2 separate regions of the Sus scrofa genome follow, and region 1 is linked to region 2. Evidence: chromatin contacts called from public promoter capture Hi-C data. All regions are on one chromosome and are shown on one strand. The core of a region is the stretch at or near the end of the contact, and the rest is flanking DNA. Distances in the headings are between cores, read along the strand shown. Region 1 holds the start of KIF13A (kinesin-like protein KIF13A). Region 2 overlaps KIF13A (kinesin-like protein KIF13A).

The links. Promoter capture Hi-C pulls out the DNA fragments that hold promoters and counts their contacts.
Region 1: a promoter capture Hi-C map of liver shows a contact between it and region 2, with 4 times the contacts expected there. The contact joins the promoter of KIF13A here to the enhancer-like site in region 2. A contact is called at or near these places in 1 of 5 promoter capture datasets (liver), 6 of 47 Hi-C or Micro-C datasets (alveolar macrophages, embryonic fibroblasts, heart right ventricle and 2 more) and 1 of 2 datasets of contacts at active chromatin or transcription factors (skeletal muscle).

The regions. Positions count from the first base shown.
Region 1 is chr7:13,715,092-13,718,500 of Sscrofa11.1, reverse strand. KIF13A (kinesin-like protein KIF13A) reads left to right here and starts at 1,657. Exons shown (of 40, transcript XM_021100220.1): 1 at 1,657-1,880; 2 at 2,159-2,249. The coding sequence starts at 1,826.
Region 2 is chr7:13,594,242-13,598,199 of Sscrofa11.1, reverse strand. The region is part of intron 4 of KIF13A (kinesin-like protein KIF13A); the gene reads left to right. Among named protein-coding and RNA genes, the nearest start is that of KIF13A, 120 kb to the left of the region's middle. Within about 2 kb of position 1,644, at least 37 of the 83 cell types and tissues checked have an H3K27ac peak or open chromatin away from gene starts, as enhancers often do. A contact at or near this core is called in liver, skeletal muscle and subcutaneous adipose tissue, where this site is marked.

The DNA of each region.
Region 1 (3,409 bases), core at 408-2,907, 120 kb before region 2:
CAACCCTCAATTCTTACATCCCAGTGGCTGCTAAGTCATCTTGCCTCTGTACTGCATTGGCTTCGCTCTAGCCATCATCACTTCTGATCTAGAGGACTGCGAAAGCCTTCTGGAAGGTCTTATGAGTCATTCCTCAGAATGCTCTGAACACATCAGTCCCCGGCTCCAAAACCAAAGCATTCATTCAGTTTCCATTGCCTTTTGAATAAAGTTGAAAAAAAAAAAAAGTTTTTTCTCTTTCTCTCTTTCTTTTGGCTGCACCGGCGGCATTTGGAAATTCCCCCCCGCCAGGACTGGCATCTGAGCTGCAGCTGCAACCTATGCCACAGCTGTGGCAATGCCGGACCGTTTAAACCATGGTGCTGGGCTGAGGAATGGAACCCCAGCGGACACAGAAACAAGGCCGGACCCTTAACCCACTGCACCCAGCCGGAACTCTCAGTTGCAGTCTTAGGCATTCAAGGATTTCATGATGTGACAGAGAATGAAGGGAGGGGTGGTGATGAAAAAAGAAGAGTAAGAGTGGGGAGAGAGTCAAGCTCATACTTGGCACCAGTTGGAGACAGAATTGAAACTGTCATCGCATCTGCTACACAGTCCAGCGTCATATCTGATTCCGTGCTATTTTTCCCGCCACAGAGTGCGCGTCTGCAGCACAAGACGCATAACTTTATTCACGCTTTTGTGTGTCCTCCGCAGCACTTTGCACACAGTTGTTCCCAGTACAATTTCCATTGACCTTAAGGATGGTTGAATTCCCACAATCAAGCAAACTGGAACGATTTCCCTAGACCTAAATCTAAGGTTTTAGACTTTTGTACACTTCAAAATGCCTGGCACACAGTAAGCGCCCAATAAGCACTTGTTGAGCCGCACAGAATACATCAGATTCGCCCAGTTCAGCCCTGGCAGAGAGGTCGGCCTCTGGCAGGACGACAAAATCCATGGCTATTAAATTGTTATGTAAGAGTTAATGACCCTCCTGGCCCACTTGACATCTCTCCGGCAAGAGAAGTGCAAGGGCAGGGAAAGGAAGAGAGAGCAGTATTTGCAAACACTCTCTCTCTCGGTGGTAGGGGCACAGATTGATTTCTAGCCTTGGTTCACCATAAGGATCTGAAAACACCGCTGCGCGCGCCAGGCGGTGCGGGGCGGGAGGAGCGGGCGGCGTGCTGGCATTTCGGTTGAGGCGCATTCCCTTCCGTGGGTAAGGCCTGCCCACCCGGCACGCCCAAGGGCGCTGGGTCTGCGGGTGACAGCGGCCCCAGAAGGTGACTCGAGTTCTAGGCGGTGCCCGTGGGGTCCCCGCTGGCTCGGGTGCAGGCCGGGCCCGGGGAAACCGGGCGCCCCGCCCCGGGTGGCAGCAGCCCCGAGCCCCCAGCCGCTCGCCGTCCCCTCCCGGGTATCCGCTGCGCTCCAGTGGGCGCCGCCGGGCCCGGCTTCCCCGAGCCGGGGGGCGCGCACGCCGCGAGGCGCGGAAGATGGCGGCGCGGCCGGGACCGGGGTGGCCGCGAGGGGCCGCGGCGCTTGGCGCTCGGCTGGGCCGGCGCGGCTAGAGCGGCGCCTGGGCCCGGGCGGCGCGGCCTCCTCCCCGCCCGCCGCCGCCGCCGCCGCGCCCCGCCCCGCGCGCCCGCCCGCCTGCCCGCCCCTCCCCGGGCCGCGGCCGTGCCCCGCGTCGCGCTCCCCCGGGATGGCCCGCGCGCCTCGGCGCTGCCTCTCGGAGCACACGGCGGAGCGGCGGCGGCCGCGCTCGGGGGGCGCGCGGCTGCGGCGGCGGCGGCGCCGCGCGTGAGGGGCCGCCTCGGGCCGAGCGGGCGCCGCCAACATGTCGGATACGAAGGTAAAAGTTGCCGTCCGGGTCCGGCCCCTGAACCGACGAGGTGAGGAGCTTTCCGCTCGTTTTCGTGTGTGGTCGGGCCGAGGGCGGGGGCAACTTTGGAAACTGCGGGGCCGCGGGGCTGGGGCGGCCGAAGCGGAGCCGGGGTCGGTGCGCCCGGCCGGAGGCGGCGCCCGCACCGGTCGCGGGACCCGGCGCGCCGGCTCCCGGCTCCCGGCTCCCGGCTCGGCCGCCTCCCGGGGGAGCCCGCACGGCGCACGAAAGCGGGCTGCGGGCGCGGATGCTCGACTTTGCAACGTCCGTTTTGCCTTTGGCTTTCAGAACTGGAACTGAACACCAAGTGCGTGGTGGAGATGGAAGGGAATCAAACGGTCCTGCACCCTCCTCCTTCTAACACCAAACAGGGAGAAAGGTAAAGCGGGTGCCGAGAGGGCGGGCGGGAGGGTCCAGCCCCGCCGCCTCCTGCAAGTTTGAGCCAGGAAAATGGGAGTGCTCTTTCCTATTGTTAGGAGGTCGGCTTCAAGTTTGTCGCACGCTCCTGGCTGAAGCTGTGGCAAGTCCAAGTTCCTCTCTCCTCCCTCTGCCCCCCTCCTCGTTGTCCCCTCCCACCTAGAGCGGCATCAGGCTGCGCCCCCAGGCCAGAGCCGGGACCAGTCGGCTGTGCCTCCTGTCGGGTTCGAGGCACCCAGAGAGTGAGGGAGCAGGATGGGACCCTTGAGACAATGAGTCCAACGGCCACATTTTACAGATGCGAAAACTGAGGCCTGAGTTGGGCAGATGACCACCCCAAGGCCTGGTTCGTGGAACCCAGTGCCCTTGGTTCTTTCCACCCCTGCTCTGTTTGCTTTATTTGGCAGAACTGTTAAGGAACTTTGTGTGTAAAATGAGAGGTGGGAAGGAACACCCCCACAATAAAGCAAACAGTATTGTACGACGTAGGCTCAGGCCTGGACCATTTAAAATCTTTTTTTATTTTTTATTTTTGGTGCTGGGTTGAAATAATGCTTGAAGGTAATGCGCGAATTTTGATTTTCAAGGAAACAAAAGTAGTGCCCCGAGCTGTATAGACGATGGGGGGGCATGTTTAAAAGGGGGCTGTATTTACTAGATGGCAACATATTTGCATTTGAAAAGTGACAACTGTTGGATCCTTATTAATTCAGCTCTATTCCACGCAGTAGTATGGGAAAATGCCCTAAAATAATTTGAATATTTGGCATTTTTCTGGTAAGCCCCTGAGAAGAAAACGGTTGGAATTCGTTCAGACTAGCAGTGCAGTAGCTTGTAAAAATAGAAAGGAAAAACCAGGGAGATTTGACAAAATTAATTCCTCTCCGGCATGAGTTTGTGTTTTTGAAAGTCACCTGTTGATTGATGTGATACAATTTAGTGCCTTTTTTTTTTTTTTCCTCTTCGGAGATTTTTTTTTCCCCCCACTGAAGAGAGACTGAAAGTAGGGTTTGTTACTTTATTGCCAAAGGAAGCAACTGCCTTTATTCTGTAATCCTATGGTGTTCAGACATAGTTTTGTTAAATTTGGGGGGAGAAATTACCAATAGGTGAGATGGGGAA
Region 2 (3,958 bases), core at 395-2,894:
AGCTACAGCTCCGATTAGACCCCTAGCCTGGGAGAAATTGCAAAAAGACAAAAAAAAAAAAAAAAAAAGACATTTATGAAGCAGTCTCCCTGCAGAGTACTTCCACATTTTTCTTTTTCTTTCCCAAATGCTCTCACCCGTACCTGACTTGACAGTTCTTTCAGTGCCTCGCTTTATCAAGTTGTTCCTAAGCATCCAACCTAGTTTTCTTAGAACCAGCAGCTCTCTCTTGGCGTTTGTTAATTCTGTAATGACAGAGACGTGCCACAGACATAAGCCCGTTTACGAGCAAACACAACTGACCCTTTGTAAGAACATCACTCAGTTGGTGGGAGTCCTGGGAGCGCCCACAGCTGGGTGGCTCAGGGTGCAGTAGGCATGTGTCGGTGCTGTTGAAAAATGGAAGAGTGAGTGTTGGTTAATTTGGAGAATTGGATCAGTGAAAGCCAGTTAAGGGAATTTCCTTCAAAAAGTAAGCTAAGCTGATACTGTTAAATTTTTTAAAAAAGAGTGTGTGTGTGCTTCTTTTTTTTTCTCCCCTCTACTCACAGATTCTTTTTTTTTTTTTGGTCTTCTCTTCTTAGGGCTGCACTTGCAGCATATGGAGGTTCCCAGGCTAGGGGTTGAATCAGAGCTACAGCGGCCTGCCTATGCCACAGCCACAGCAACTTGGTATCTGAGCCGCGTAGGCAACCTACACCACAGCTCATGGCGACGCCGGATTCTTAACCCACTGAGTGAGGCCAGGGATTAAACCCACAATCTCATGGATACTAGTCTGTTTCGTTAACTGCCGAGCCATGATGGGAACTCCCTCCTCTCAGATTTTTAATTCCACCCAAGGCCGCCTTCTTCCACTTGCCTTTCTTCATCTGCATCTCTTCCTTAGAGAATTTCTTGGCACCCAGAGACATCACTCAACTTAGTTCAGTGTATTTAGAGGGTGGATAATAACAGCAACAATAGACAGTGGAGTCCTGAGCACTAGGTTCCCAGCGCTGTGCTCCTCCCTTTGCCTGCAGCAGGTCATTTACTTTTCACATGTCCCCATCAGTAGAAACGGACACCATCCCCATTTTACAGATGATGAAACGGAGGCTCAGAAAGGCTGAGAAAGCCAAAAGCAGTGGCACATGTGGCTTTGGGTCCGTGACTATTAGGTGTGAAGATTTTATGGGTTCTACTGCAGTCCTGAGAAACCCTCTGTTCCCTCCCATCCCAACAAAAGGCCGTGCTTAGGAAATCAGAGTGGAGTCTCTGGCTGGGAATCAGGCCAGAAATAATACAAATAGTGCTGTCCTTCCTGTCAGAAGTTCTCTGAGTCCTGGATGCCTGTGTTTGGGTTGGGCTTTGTTTTCACCGCCCCTCAAGTGCTATAAATCCTGTGTTCCCCACAGTCCAGAAGAGATGTTGAGTCAAGTCTGCTTCTGAGTCAGAGAGAGACAGCGGTAAACGCTGCTGAGCAGGTAGAGATGGAGAGCAGCTCCTTGGTCAGCAGGTGTGTGTGTGAAAACACCTGCCCGCGTGGGTCCAAGCTGCATCCTCCGCAAGACCATCCTCCAGCTCTTCCCTCCGGGCCCCACTGCCTGATCTCCTCCTCCGTGACTCAGCCACTTTATCCGCAATAAAAGGAGCTGAGGTTCACTGCCAGCTCATGACTGGCCCCAGTGCTGTCCCTGGGGTGGAGACATTCATCTGGGTGAGTCACCCAGGCTGTGCTGCAAAGATTCCTGAGGGCGGGGACACTGATCTCTGATGGCTCCTGGACACCTGCCTTTACCCTCATGGTCCAGGTTCTTGGGTTCCAGGACCCTCAGTGGCAAACTTCTACAGTTGAGTGAAACTTCAGTCTCATCATCAAGTCACTCCTTAAAGCCCTAGTTCCTTTATCTAAACTCTGTAGTTTGGGGTCATTCCACTTAAACTAGGTGTAAAGGCACCACACGTACAATTGCTGAGAGTAGTACCATTGGAGAGATTGGCTGAAACCCCATCTGTGTTAGACATTCTTTACCCCTTTGGGTGTGTGAGAGGAACCTGACAGGTCTTGCACTGTCCAGGTGCTCCCATTTGGAGCTGGGCCACCTGCCGAGCCCAGACTCATCAAAATCGCTAGGGCCATTAGTCTTGTTTACAAGTGGAAAAACACCCTTGCAAATGTGCAGGCGCAAGAATTCCAAATCATAAATATTGAACTTAACCATTTTTCCCCCACTCTAACTCCAGTGAGAAAAGAGATGGGGAAAAGAAGGAAAACTGGAGATTCTGTTTAAAGTGATCAAATCATGTTAAAATCTTGACATGATTTGATCACTGCTCTCCCACTTCGCTGCTTTGTCGTGTCCAACCGTGTAGTGCCACGCTCAGTGTCTTATTCAGCTGTGACCTGTGGGAGGCTGCCTCGTTTAATGCAGATTGTGGGTAAGACAAGGTTCTGCCCTCTTCTTTTGTTCCCCCATTTCCTAGAGCATAGCCCACTGTGATGTTTCACCCTGTTCCTCCTTAGGAGTCTGGTGTTGTATGTGTGGTGGGCACTTTCCCTTCCTTCTCTTCTGTGCTTTGCTGTCAGGGCCCTGCTCTAGAGAGAATTACCTTGGTTACTCAGCTCCCAGTACACAAGCCTAGTCGCTTTGGGGCCACTGCTGCTATTCCCAGTAGGAACAGATGATGCACAAGTGTGTAGACTCAAAGTGTTGGCTTTTCAGAGATCTGTGTGCTGTGTGACTCAGGGTTGGGTGGGTCAGATCTGTGACTTTGCTTGTAAATATTACATACAGGAACCCTCTCTATTGTCCTGACATTGTACTGTGGGTTGCTTTGGGCATGCCTGTGTTTTAAGACTTGTCCACACAGCTACAGGAGCCTAATCATAAACCTCACAGAGGAAATTGGCATCTCGGTCATGGTTATGAACAAGTGAGGTCAGGTTTGCCCTGTGGATTCCCCGAGCCAGGCACATGGAGCTGACATCTGAAGCGTGGCCGCCTCCTCTTCGGCATTGGTCCTGTGCAAAAGCCACAAGGCTCTGGGGTGGACCGTGTTGCGCCTTTGTTTGATTTGTCTGGGATAGAAACACATGTTCATAGACCTTCCTGCTTCCTTCACGACCTCTGAACTTTCACTTTGGGCTGGTACGCAGTCCTCCAGACAAGTGGCACTTCGTTCTGTTTGAATGTGAACTGTGGTTGGGAAACATTAAGGGTGGGGAGATTGAATCTTTTATGGACTCCGTGATTCCCACCATCCAGCAGAAACAGTTCCTTTTTTTTTTTTTTTTTTGTGAACTAAACTTCGAAAAGCGGTTGGCCAGTCATTTTTTCCTATGCTGAAAAAAAGGACTGCTGTGTTTAAAAAATAGAAAGGAACAAAACAAAACAAAAACCCTTCAGTCTTTTGGATAAACCAGACTCTCCATAATAGACCATATAAGGGTCTTTGATAGTTAATATTTTCTCTCCATCACAGAGTGAAATGTAGCCACCATTTGTGTTGCATGGAAAAGGCAAACTGGTTTATGCTGAGAAGGACCAAGACTGTATAGAATGTACATCTTTAGTTTGGTTAACAGTCTTGGCTTTCTTAAAAATAATCATTTATTGTCCCAGCAGTGCCCTGAAGGTCACCAAACCAAAGAACTGATTAAGTATCACCCCAGCCAGGGATTCACAGAGCTGCAAAGGCACCAGAATAAAACGAATAAGGGGAGCTCTATGGAGTTTGTTTCTATTCACAATTTTATTGAAATGATTTATTAAGTTGCTTTTCCCCTATACCTTTCTGAGATATTTTATTGTTATTTTAAAAAAGGGGACCCTCTAGGGGAGCTAGAGAAATAGCAGTGAATGACCCCTTTAATTTTTTTTTCTAAGAATAAAGGTCTTTCCTTTTATCTTTAAAATTAGATTGCTTCACACAATTGTTGCAAAGATGAAGGAACTATTTAGGGAAAAAAATTAGA